Regions from separate parts of the Mus musculus genome. Here region 1 is linked to region 2. Evidence: chromatin contacts called from public Hi-C data. All regions are on one chromosome and are shown on one strand. The core of a region is the stretch at or near the end of the contact, and the rest is flanking DNA. Distances in the headings are between cores, read along the strand shown.

What was found. A called contact is a pair of places that touch in the nucleus more often than the background predicts.
Region 1: a contact with region 2 is called in a Hi-C map of CD8 T cells, with 1.7 times the contacts expected there. The contact joins the enhancer-like site here to the promoter of Fam118a in region 2. A contact is called at or near these places in 2 of 484 Hi-C or Micro-C datasets (CD8 T cells and uterus), 1 of 115 datasets of contacts at active chromatin or transcription factors (memory CD8 T cells) and 2 of 9 other capture datasets (adipose tissue and pancreatic islet).

Annotation. Positions count from the first base shown.
Region 1 is chr15:85,229,550-85,235,736 of GRCm38.p6, forward strand. It overlaps Fbln1 (fibulin 1), which reads left to right. Exons shown (of 17, transcript NM_010180.2): 5 at 11-67; 6 at 1,250-1,351; 7 at 1,868-2,005; 8 at 2,990-3,127. Among named protein-coding and RNA genes, the nearest start is that of Fbln1, 27 kb to the left of the region's middle. Within about 2 kb of position 3,907, at least 84 of the 459 cell types and tissues checked have an H3K27ac peak or open chromatin away from gene starts, as enhancers often do. A contact at or near this core is called in CD8 T cells, adipose tissue and uterus, where this site is marked.
Region 2 is chr15:85,032,442-85,039,249 of GRCm38.p6, forward strand. It overlaps Fam118a (family with sequence similarity 118, member A), which reads left to right and starts at 4,621. Exons shown (of 9, transcript NM_133750.4): 1 at 4,621-4,803.

The DNA.
Region 1 (6,187 bases), core at 2,657-5,156, 200 kb after region 2:
CTACCCCTAGCTAAGATTCCTGACGAGGAGGACCAAGAAGACCCGTACCTGAATGACCGCTGTCGAGGTGAGATGTTGGGATCTGTGGGAGTCCTTTGGTAGGTAGCTATGAAAGCCCAGGGGATAGTGTTGACTTCTGCTAAGACTCAGCTGGAAAGTACTTCTGTTCTTGGGGCCCTTGGGGCTCCCTGTTTCTTCCACCCTTGAGTGCTCAGAGCCGGGGGGATCTGTCGGGGACAGTGGCTTATGGAGGCAGGACTGGTGTGAGCACTCCAGTGCCAGCAAGCTCCTGGGCTCTGTGGGTGATGATACTTCTCCAAGGCTGCGATGCCCCAGGAGAGTAGCTATTTCTTATCTGTGTGTCCCTGGAGCCCCGCTTGTCCCTGTAGAGTCATGGTCTCTTAGGAGACCTTTGCACTTACGTTAGAGTGACCACGCAGTGCAGCCTTTTCTAACTAAATTCTTTTTCTTCAAGAACATTCTGGCTCATCTAACCTGACCGTTCTGTTGCAGCTCCACCCAAAGGGTTCACTCTGCGACTGGGTGTTAGGTATGCAGGCAGCTTAATCACAAAGTGATAGCGCCAGCACTCAGTGTCAACCTGCGCTGAGGCCAGGAGGGAGGGGAGAGGGAGATAAGGAGTTCCCAGGAAGCTTGGAGTGAGCCCTCTCTGGGTGGCCACAGATGATTTCTGCGAGAGTGACAGCCGGTGTGACAACTTAGGAGGATCCATTAGCCACCATCGCTGTAAGGCCTGCGTGCCCCTGATAGCCAGCCAGGCTGTGGCAAAGGAAACACAGATCATCCCAGTGGGGTTACACTCGAAGTATCCCGTGTGAGTCACAGGGGAGGTGCCAGGCAGGGAGAGGCTGTACCCACAATTGTCACAGCACCGGACATGGACATGGGCAAGCTAGCAGGAATGGGCAGCTGGAAACCCTTGAGAGTTACATGGGCTCTGATAGAGCCCTGCCTCCAGGTGGAGCCTGTTCCCCCCAGGCCTCTTGTTGACCACGAGCAGTATGCCTCCCCAGGTCCACTCTAACCACAGAAGCAACACAAGGTTCCTAACTTGTCAGACCTCTGCTGCCTTCAGAGGCCCCGGAGACGCTCAGAGCCGAGGCTTGGGAGTGTCCCAAGGACCACACGTGGCTGTGGCAAGGAGCCTGTTTTCTGTGTCCGTGCATCCTGGAAGGGTCTCTGAAGGTCGCTCAGTCTGTTCACTAGCTCCCATGGACTCTGGTTGCAGGTGGCGGGCCCTGTAAGCAGCAGTGCCGTGACACTGGGGACGAGGTGATCTGCTCTTGCTTTGTGGGCTACCAGCTGCAGTCGGATGGTGTCTCCTGCGAAGGTAACATCTGAGAGCTAGCCCCTGTGCTTCGGAGCCTCTGCTGAGCAGGCCTGCGTGGCACAACCTTTGTTCCATTCCTGGAACACAGCTGGGACCTGCGTGCTGCCTGGACAAGGCTGTCTTCTAGAAGACTATAGATACAGTGTGGGCAAAGGGCTGCATTGGGGTTCACCTGGGTTCAGGATCTGCCGTGAGGCCTTGGGTAGATCTTTCTTTCTGCCTTTCCCGTTGTCTAAGAGATGGGGATGATGCATGCGACCTCCTTTGTGGGAGTCTTGTAGACGCCATGATTCTAGGGTCTGGCCCTTACTCAAAGAGATCTGAAACTTAACAGAGCTTGATTTGGTGTCTGCCCCTCTCCAGATGTGCCCACAGCAAGACTCAGCTCAGTTTGATTGGGCAACTTGATGAATGCAGGAAGCCAGATCCACCATGGCTTCTGGGACATTCCTTCTGCTCAAGCTTAAGGCTTGGTTGTTCTTGCTGGTTACTTCTGCATCGCCTTAATCTCTCTAGATATCAATGAATGCATCACAGGCAGCCATAACTGCCGGCTGGGAGAATCCTGCATCAATACAGTGGGCTCTTTCCGCTGCCAGCGGGACAGCAGCTGTGGGACTGGCTATGAGCTCACAGAGGATAATAACTGCAAAGGTACAGCTCACATCCAAACCTAAAACTCACCCCTTCCCCAGCTGTGGGTATGGCCTAGAGGGAAGGGCCCATTGGGCTCTGTGGTGCTGCCCCCATGTGGCTGCCTCAGGTACTGCAAGAAGGAGGAGGGTCCACCTCCTTGCAAAGTACACAAGGGCAAATGAAGGAAGGTCTGTGATGAGCAGGTTTACTTCAATATGATGCTGAGTTAGTGACACTAGCCCATTTGATTTAGAAAGCTCGGAGCCTGATCTTTGACAAACAAGTCCAGGGTCCTCGTTTGTGTTTCCGTACAAACAGAACCAACCCAGATGAAGTTGAAGATGCTTGCTAGCGCAGGTCTTGTGTAAAAATGTTGATCATTGAATTATACGGGGTGACCCAAGAGCCAGATGCCTTCTCTTGGCAGCCAAGCCCTTGAGCAATCCCGCTGCCCCACCCTGCACTGCTGCCTGCCTGAGCCTCTGGACTCCAGAGCCTGGGAGCCAGGCCAGCTGAGTAGATACACTTGAACCTTTGACAGCCGTGAACTTCGAGACAGGGCAATCTATCTTGTCCTATCTTGATGTAACTATTGTTAATATTTGGACTATTATGAAGACCTCGAGATAAAAAGAATTAAAAGTCTGTGTTTATTGTCGCTAAGATAATTGCTGTATGATCTAATCCAAACATACACTTCTCAATGAATGATATACCTGCCAGGAAAATGCCTAAGCGATTTGTTAAATAGCAAAAAGCTTGCCTCATAAGTCAGGGAGGAGGAGTGTTTTTTTAAGAGTGTTTTTTTAAGACTTTAGCAATTTTTACACAGTTTGGCTCACCGTGGGCCTTTTCGTAACACCCTCTCTGTTGAAATATTTTGGGGTTATAGTCTGAGAAATGAGCCTTTTTTTTTAAAGTACTTTCTTGTGATATTAAAGTATTGTGACACTCTTCTGGCTGGACTCTTGCTAACAATCTCCTTTTTTTACGATGCACCAGATATTGACGAATGTGAGACTGGTATTCATAACTGCCCCCCCGATTTTATCTGTCAGAATACTCTGGGATCCTTCCGTTGCAGACCGAAGCTGCAGTGCAAGAGCGGCTTCATACAGGATGCTCTAGGCAACTGCATTGGTAAGACACGCGCCGCCGTGAGCGGGGTTAGTGCGAGCATGCGACAGTCAGCCCAGATCAGGGCTGGTAAACTTCCTTCATGGGCAAAAAGCAAATGTCATAGGCATTGTGAACCATGTGGCCACAGTGACTCATCCTGGCCAGGTACAGTCTAAAGGGCACAGCGTGTAGACCCAGGTGGTGGGGCTGTGTCTCAATAAAACTTTATTTATAAAACTACTGGCGATCAGGGTTAGGTCTAAGGCCGGGTCTAAGGGTCTAATCCCTGTGCTTTGGGTGAAGGGGTTTCAGACTCAGAGACTATTAGATTCGAACTTGTGCCAAGGTTCATTTCCTTCGTTGGAGCCTCAGGTGTTTCCCCTTAAGATGGGCGTGACTGTAGCATCTAGCTGAGAGGCTGAGAACAAGGACCTCGGCGGTTGCTTGTGATAGGATGGGTACATGAGAAGCATCCTTTGACGTGTGGTTGCTCCCAGCCACAGCCACTTAGACCTTCGGAAATTGTTTCACAGAAAAATGGTTCACTTCGTAGAGACAGACTAGAGTGGCGTTCGGTGGAGACAGTTTCAATCTGGAAAAGGATAAGACTCAAAGATGTGTGGGTTGAGAGCCGAGTGAACCAGTGTATAAAGGAGCCATGAGCTCAGTGTGATCATAAGAGTCCAGAGAAAGGCTGCTCAGATAGGAGGGCTACCTGCCTCTCTCTTCTGTTGTCTTTGTGCTGCGCAGGGGCACCGCCTAGCTGTTAGCATTTGAAGTCTTATCTGCTTTGTAGGCAGGAACTTCTAAACCTTTGCTTTGAGGTCAGAGTCCCTTCTTCTAAACAGCTGCAGGTCTGCTGGCTGCAACCCCTCTCCTTTCAAAGGGAAAACACTAGACACTGCTGTGCAAGTTCCTCTCTTATCTCTCCCCAGACCCTTACTTAGCGTTGCCTCTGTCTTTTCTTTGAGACGGGATTGAAAGTTCACTTCCCCTGTCCCTGTCTTACTGCTCCCAGGTAGAACCTTTTAGGCCAGGAGTTTCACCCAAGCCCCTCCCCATCCAGCCTGGGTCTTAGCTAGTGGAGCAGTGTCTGAGCTATGAGTTGGCCCTTTCCCAGCCTCCTGAAATCAGACTGTCATTGCTACACACTCATGCAGTAAGCAGGGTGGCTGTGACACCCCCTGGAGCAGGGAGGAAAGGGGGCCCTGCTGAGACTTGCAGCCTCCTCAGGGAGCTCAAACAGCTGAGGATGGAAACCCTGACTCATGGCAGGACCGGCCCTGCTCGCCTCTGTGAGAAAACCTTTGCAGGTCTCGGCATGCCCCAGGTTTCCCTCCACAGAGTGCAAGGCTTCGAGAGCCATCCCTCTGCACTCTCAACCCCCACCAGATCAGATAGAAGCCCTGGGAGAGTCCAGGATATTGGTCAGATCCCAGCCTAATGGCATATACATCTTTTGTCACCTCTGTGTAGGACCACAGTGACATCAAGGACTAGAGATGTTCAGTGCAGAGGCCCCCTAACTTGACATGGGGAGAGGTCCCCCTTTGTACTTACTGGTCACAGCCAAGTTAATTTCTTCTAGAAGTAACTTCTTTTATGGTAAAAAAAAAAAAAAAAAAAAAAAGAAGCCACACATATCTGATTATAGATGAGGAAAACCTGGGACAAAAAATAACGCCCAGCCTGCTCAGCCAGCCTCTAGATGAGCGGGGCCGCCCTTCTGGGCATTGCTCTCTTAGTTTGTTTTTTCATGGAAACAGGACCGGACTGTTCTACCACTTGGTTTTTCCCTCTTGACAATGCGTTTAGAATTCGTTCTGTGTCAGCATTTTTATTCCTGTCTAAAATAATAACATCATCAGCAGAAAGAGCTATCAGGAGACAGACAGCGTAAGGAGAGAAGAGAAGAGCCAGGTACCATGGAGCGCCCCTGTCATCCCTGCAGAGGTTGAGGGAGGAGGGATACAATGAGTTGAAGGCTAGCCTGGGCTCTATAGGAATTAAAGTCCAGCCTGGGCTACAGGTTGAGACCCAGTTTCAGAAATCCAAACAATATAAAACCCAAAGATGGGGGCCATCCAGGAGAGAGCTGCAGGCTGTCTTTTCTCCTCTCTATGTATCCAGGGCCTACACCCTACACACTTCTACCCATTTTTCCTTGATCTCCATCTATGGTGGGTGTCTTAGTTAGGATTTCTATTCCTGCACAAACATCGTGACCAAGAAGCAAGTTGGGGAGGAAAGGGTTTATTTGGCTTACACTTCCACATTGCTGTTGATCACCAAAGGATGCAGGACTGGAACTCAAGCAGGTCAGGAAGCAGGAGCTGATGCAGAGGCCATGGAGGGATGTTACTTACTGGCTTGCTTCCCCTGGCTTGCTCAGCTTGCTTTCTTATAGAACCCAAGATTATATATACCAGCCCAGGGATGGCACCACCCACAAGGGGCCCTCCCACCCTTGATCACTAACTGAGAAAATACCCCATATCTGGATCTCATGGAGGCATTTCCTCAAGGGAGGCTCCTTTCTCTGTGATAACTCCAGCTTGTGTCATGTTGACACAAAACTAGCCAGTACAGTGGGAGACAGTGACCCCAGAATCTGCCGTCCCCAAACTCCACTGCATTCCCATCCCGGTGCAAGGAAGGATGAACCCTGCCCTGTCAGACTAGCACAGAAGATAAGAGGCTGGGCTGAGAAAGCTGAGGCCTTCTTCATACAAAATGTAAATTTTTTTAGAACTTTGATGCTGATTCCTCAACACTGTGAGGAAGTCTTTTCCGGGTTTTCTTTTCCTTCACTCTCTACCTCATGTTCCCTTTCTTCCTTCATTCCCTGGTGAAGAGGAGGGAAGGGATCAAGGGCACTGTTTCCCACACACTAGCCCACAGGTGTGCTTCCCACATGCTGGCCCACAGGTGTGCTTCCCACATGCTGGCTCACAGGTGTGCTTCCCACATGCTGGCCCACAGGTGTGCTTCCCACATGCTGGCCCACAGGTGTGCTTCCCACATGCTGGCCCACAGGTGTGCTTCCCACATGCTGGCCCACAGGTGTGCTTCCCACATGCT
Region 2 (6,808 bases), core at 3,371-5,870:
ATCCAATTGGTTGACTCACAGAGATCTACTTGCCTCTGCCTCCTGAGTGCTGGAGTTTAAAAGTGTGTGCACCACCTTCCCCAGCCAAATATGTCTCTTCACCAGAGACCCTAGCTCTGGGACTCCTCATGTTGATGAGATGCAAAGTGAGTTAATGTATTGAGCCAGCCCGGTTCTCTGCATCTTCACCAGCACTTGATGTGATGACTATTTTTCACTTTAGCCTCGTATTGGGTGTGCAGTGGCTGAAGCGCTGCCCATTCCCTCCAGAAGTGGGGTGGGATTCCAGTCCTCCCAGCACTGTTTCCACGTGGCTTTTTAATTCTGAACGTTCTAGTGTGTAGTTGTATCTCTGAGTGGTTTTGATTGGCATTTCCCTCATGGATAACAACACAGAGAACTCTTCCAGGTGCCCGCGTGCCATCTCCAAGTCTTTGGAGAAGCCTGTGTTCAAATATTTACTAAAGTGCATTTCTTTTTTCTTTCTTTTATTTATTTGTTTGTTTGTTTGTTTGTTTGTTTTTCGAGACAGGGTTTCTCTGTATAGCCCTGGCTGTCCTGGAACTCACTCTGTAGACCAGGCTGGCCTTGAACTCAGAAATCTGCCTGCCTCTGCCTCCCGAGTGCTGGGGTTAAAGGCATGTGCCACCATGGATTTCTGAGTTCGAGGACAGCCTGTTTGTTCTACAGAGTGAGTTCCAGGACAGCCAGGACTGCACAGAGAAACCCTGTCTCAAAAAACCCAAAAAAAAAAAAAAAAGGATTGCTAAAGTGCATTTCTTAAATCTTCCACTGCTGTGGGTTGCTGGAGGGCTTTGCATATGCAAAGCGAGCCGCAGCCTTCTTGATTAGTTTCAGTTTGCTTTTACAAATAAAGTCTGAAGGTTTTTAAAAAATTGGACCCTTTACCTCCTTATTATTGAACTGTGAGAGTTCTTTATATATTTTAGATCAGGTCCTTGGTCAGACATACACGTTCCAAGGTTCTGATAGTCTAAGTCTTTCCCCTATGTGATTTATTTTTTTTCTCCCTGGTCTTATTGGCCCCACCACTCCCGTTGGCAGTCATTTTTCCTTGGCTAAACAGTCATTTCGACAAAGGGCGAGTATGGTTTTTCTGTTGTATCCTGAGCTCCTAGCACAGTGGGCACGTGAATACTTATTCAGTACTATTTCATAGCTCTTGGGGGTACAGGAGACCTGGGAGAGGAGGGTCTCAGAGCAGCCTGCTGCAAAGTTTCAGGTCAGCAGTGAGGAGGCCCTATATGAAGTAAAGGTGAGGCAGGCACAGCCATTCGGGGTGAAGTGGGTTAGAGGTTCTTCCAAGCAGCCCTACCGCCAAAGTCATCTTGCATCATCCTTTCTGCTCAGAGGCAGGGAAACCTGGACGACTTTGGGTGTGTGTGGAGCAGGGTGAGGGTCTTTGTTGGTTCCTCTGTCTTTAGTGTTTATGGCTTGCATGCAGGATGACACATACCTGCAAGTGGCTATAGTGCTTGGTATCTATATAGGCTGCGGTAGTGACTCAAGATCTGTTGTTTGCCCCCCTGTACACTGATGCAGGGTCTGTTTGCTGGAGGCATTCCAATTTTATTATAAAGCACCAGCTTCAGCCCGGCAGTGGTGGTGCAGGCCTGTAACCTCCCCTCCCTAGCCTGAAACCAGTTTGCTCAGGTTTCAGTGTTAGAGAGCCTGGGGCAGAGCTTGCTGCCCTATCGTCCTGCCACTCCCACTGCTGCTGCCTGCCACCTAGCTGTTCCGGAGCTATCACGTGTTCACCTGCAACCTTACTCCAAGATGATTTGGCGGGAATCGGGCCCCTTCCCCTGCTTCATAACTGAGTGTCAGAAATAATAAAATTGAACCTTGATCAGACTGCCTGTCTTGGTCCCCCCCCCCCCCGCATGCGCGCGCATACATGCCGCCTAGCCCCCCTCTTCTCTTCCAGGTTTCCAAGATGCCTTTCCAGACTAGAACCTAGGCATGTGAGCCACTGGCTGAACGAAACACAGGCCTTTAATCCCAGCACTTGGGAGGCAGAGGCAGGCAGATTTCTGAGTTCAAAGCCAGCCTGGTCTACAAAGTGAGTTCCAGGACAGCCAGAGCTATACAGAGAAACCCTGTCTCGAAAAACCAAAAATAAATAAATAAATAAATAAAGCATTAGCTTCATCTCTGGTGGGCGTGTGTGGGTGTGAGGGGGTGACAATATGTTGTCGTGGGACACCTGTTGTGTCTTTTCTACCACCCTAGCATTTCTCACTGAGTCTGGCAGTTCTTTCCTTTCTGGTTGTGCAAAGTTCTTTCTGTAGCAAACCAGACAGCAGCACACTGAAGCAGCTTGACTGACCAGTTAAGTCCCTGTGTGTGTGTGTGTGTGTGTGTGTGTGTGTGTGTGTGTATCCATGGCATTACTGTGGAGATCTGAGGACAAACTTCTCTGTGGGTTTGGGTCAGGGTCCGTCTTATGTTGTTCACAATGTCATGAGCCAGACTCGCTGGCTTTGGAGCTTCTGGAATTCCTCGGGTCTTTGCCTCTCATCTCACTGTGGATGTGCCACCATGCCTGACTTTTAGGTGGGCTCTGGGGATTCAAACTCAGGTCTTCATGACTGCATGGCAAATGCTTTACCCACAAGGAGACATCTCCCCATTCCTGACTCTGTTTTCTGAATCTGTGGGGGAAAAAAGTCACAATCCTTACTGCACAGGGTTGCTGTGAGAGTGAAGGAAGAGGTGTCACAGGGAAGTTTAGCACATAGTTTGTGCTTTGTAATCATTACTCTCGCAGACTTCCACAGGCACTTGCATTTCAAACAGACTGACATCTCCTGGGGTAGCCACTGCTGCTTGCCTCCAAGGCCACCTTTGGTATAACAAAGAAAGGAATCTGGTCTGTTGAACTCATGCCATGAAACATATTTTGTGCACACACCTATTCATGAATTTGTTCAGCCTACCTGAATGACGCACTGCAGGAACACACTGGCGGGCGCTACATTATCTACTCAGAATGAACACAGTGGACAGGGATTAAAGCAGTTTTCTGAGACTCCCTGTAAATCAGGGTGATCCTAGTACTGCCAGGCTGGGTAGAAAGTGTTCATCTGTCTCTCTTGGATACAGAGGAGGGCATTGTTTCTAAGGTGTCCCTTTTGTCCCTTCTGTGGGTTTGCCCTTGTAAAGCTGCTTGGCTGAATGGGCAGAGACTTCCGATCTGTGTTGACCTTAGATGGAGAGTTGGGATTACTGAGGCTCTGCCACACTGGATCTTGGAGGGCATCCAGTGTGTGGGTGGTGTGCTGTGGGTTCTAACTCCTCAGCTCCTAGCCTACAGTCTCCTTGAACAACTTCCTTCCTGTAACCCGGGAACTTCTCCAGTGTCACAGGTTCAAGTCTTAGGACCCTTTATGGAAGCAGGAGCTTGTGAACTAAATTGCATCACATGTAAATTGTTCAGTCTAGTAGTGGGAAGCCCAGACCTTTGAAGCCAATGCATGGTTGGTATTGCCAATACAACTTCTCTGGGCTTCCTCCTCTCCTGCTGTTAATTGCAGTAAATGGGGTGCCATCCTCATGGGAGATGTCCTGAGGACTGAAAAAAACATTTTCTCAAAGGCCAGCTACTTAGTAGGTACCCAGACTCAGGTGTTCAAACCACTGTTCTGGGCTCTGGTGCCACAAATTTCAAGCTGGCCAGGTAGTGATTTTGTATACCTTACACCCACAGAGTAGGTGGAACTCTGTGAGCTTGAGGCCAGCCTGTTCTACAGCGCTAGTTCTAGGACAGCCAAAGCCACATAAAACCCTGTCTCAAAAAGAAAAGAACAAAAACCCAGGTTTTATTACACATGCATTTTTCTTATGGGGCTGAAGGGATGCTTACAGCAAACCCATGTAGAAAAAAAGGAGCCAGAGGTAGAGGAAGTCCAAATAACTTGCCTGGGCAGGCCGACCTGGGAAGATGAGGAAGAGGAAATAGGCTTTGATCCATCCCAGCCTTATTTAGAGAAAGGAGAGGTGTCATTGACTTTTAAAGGTCCTCATGCTGAGTGCTCCAGCGCAGAGCCCACCCACGTGTACTCTCGAACGTTCGGGGTGGGCACTGAGTTCACCCGATTAACAGGTGCTGAACCTGGGTACATATGCTCATTAGTCCCTGGATCTAAGCCCAAGCTAGACGTGTCCAAGAGGCACATCGGAAGGGCCAGACGCCTACTCTGACACGTGGTAAGGGAGTCGGTCACTGCGGGGAGGACGTGAAGCATGCTAGGCTGGGGAAGGGCACAGGCTGTACAGCCTGTGGCTTGAGGTAGATGGAGTGAGCCCGGCTGGAAGTGGTTGCCCAAGGGTGGTTCCGGCCGAGCTCAACGCCTTCTGCGTTTCCGCGGGGCTGTCCAGGCGTGCAGATGGGGAAACTGAAGACAAAACAGCGCTGGGAAGACTGGCCGCGAGACATTCAGTCTCTTAAGACCAGGCTCATCGTGGACACGACAGCACAGTCCGTGGGTCCAATCGTAGCTTCTCTTGGGGGCGGGACGCGTCGTGGCCACGCCCCTTCGGGCGGGGCTTCCCGTTGCCGCGGGGCCGTTGATTTCAGGGCGGAACGTTCGCGCGGGCAGTGCGCGCGCGCGGGGGGAAGGCCTTGAGAGAGCGCTGCGGATTCGGCTGGGCAGGCTCGGCGTGGTGCACGCGCAGCGCCATCCGGCGCAGCGCCCGGCGGCTCCACCCAGCCGAAGGGGCGCGACCCGGGTGGGAGGCGGCGAGAGCGCGAGCGACACTGGTGTCTCCGTGGCACGGCAGGTGAGGCGGCGGGTCGGGGCTGGGTGCCAGCGCCTCGCGTCTCCCCAGCCCTCAAAACCCGCCTAGGGTGCCCAGGACCCTAGTGCCCTCTGATGCGCTGGGGACCCTGCCTCCGACATCCCCTGGGCTGCCTGGGTCCGCGGCCACCTGTGGACCTGATTACCTTCCACACCTAGAAAACCTCACCATCCTCCAGATTTCCCTCAGACTCAGCACACAGACCTCGGCGGCTTCAGGGCCCGAGACCGTTATATCTTCTCCAGAAGTCCAACAGATCCCCTCTGGTCCAACTCCAAAGCTTCGGGTCTCCAGGCCCATAGACTCCCATCCTTTCTTGGGTGGAGAGGCCTTCAGACCCACCTATCCCTAGAGACCTTCCTTCCTAGGATCTCCTGCCTCCTGCTCTCTATCTTGAGGTCCACAGAGCTTTTCAGCTTCTACTAGAGTGTTCTTGAGGTTTGTGAATTGTAAATAGGGATAAAAGTAGCACCATCTGATAGGTCAACAGAGGACCACGCATAACCAAAGAGGAGGTGGGATGTGGGGCTTCGCATGTGCGTTTGTTTTCACCGTGCAGTGGAGGCTGGTGTGGGACCGACTCATTGTGGAGAATGGCAGCGCTGGGAGTAACGGGAGTTGGGCAGTCAAAGCTCTTTTAGATTGTGCCCTCAATGTGTGGTAGTTTCTGTTACCACACACAGCCCACCAAAACCAGTCCAGGAAAGTAAAGCTTGATTACAGTGGTCTAATTGATGGGACGAAGGTAAACTAAAGGTCCATCTTTCTGGGATCCTGATTTAAGGGTGGCTGTCTTCCCTGAGGTGGAGGTTTGGGGCCAAATGGTACACATCTTATCATTTTCAGTCCTGGAAATCTCTAGAACAAGGATTATCCTTTCCTCGGGCTATTGTCATTGATAAACAGTCCTTGACTTGCTTGCTACACCGGCAGTCTGGTACCCTGAGGTAAAGCCCCAAGAAAGAACATGGCCTGATGATTGTGAAAGGCAAGGGCCAGGCATTTTTAAAGAGGGAGTGGATACCCTCTGCGGCCCAGTGCTGGGTGCTGGAGGCAGATGACACAGCTCCAGCTGGTAAGGGTTGGGAGGTGGGGATTAGCCAAGTTGGTGGTACTTAAGAGTGCCTTCAAGGCAGCTGGGGCTTGGGGGTTCTAGAGAGTAGCTGGGGTGAGGGAAGGGGATGCAAGAGGTAACAGGGAAGCAGACTCTTAAAGGTTGAGGAGTTCTGAGGATCACACCCAGGCCTTATGTTCACAGGTCAGACTGACTGGTGACTGAGCCATGTCCCTAGTCCTGGCTTACATATTTTTTCCAGTGGTCACTTTAGCTGTGGTGGAGCGACTTTTTTTTGTAGGCCAAAAGACCACAAAAGGTAGGAATGACTTGGACCCAGGCCGTGTGGTTCAGTAGCTCTCTAGAGCTTGACTGAGCTGAAAGCCCAGGCTTCGAGCTTGGGGCACTGACACGGGAACTTTTTTTAGGTGAGATTTTTATCTGTTTGCTTATAGGTGGTACTCACCTTAGCGCCTCACCAGGGTGTCTGCTATCCAAGTATAAGACACACTGCTTCCGGTAGGGGGAAGAGGGACTGAAGTCAGCGGGGGAGTCCTGAAGGAAAGGGGAAGGTACTGAAGGAGACGAGTTCGGATGTGTACCTGGAGGGGTTGAAGCTGCAAGCAGGAGGTGTCGATGTCCAGACAGGTGAGCACTGGAAGGTGTGACATGCACTACTGTAGGCAGTGAACTAGGGATTATAAGGAATAATGGATGAAGCCGGATTTGGGAGAAGGAGAGGGAAATGGAGATAGCCTAGTGCAGGAGGGCTTTCTGTGGCTACCACAGCCACACGTGACTGATAGGTACTTAGAATATACCTACAGTGGCAGGACTGGCATTTAATGGGTTAAATCTAGGGGTCCTGGGAAGCATGTAGGCTTCTCTGATATTATCCCATGGAATGCCTCTGGCCACCTGGCTTGGACACAC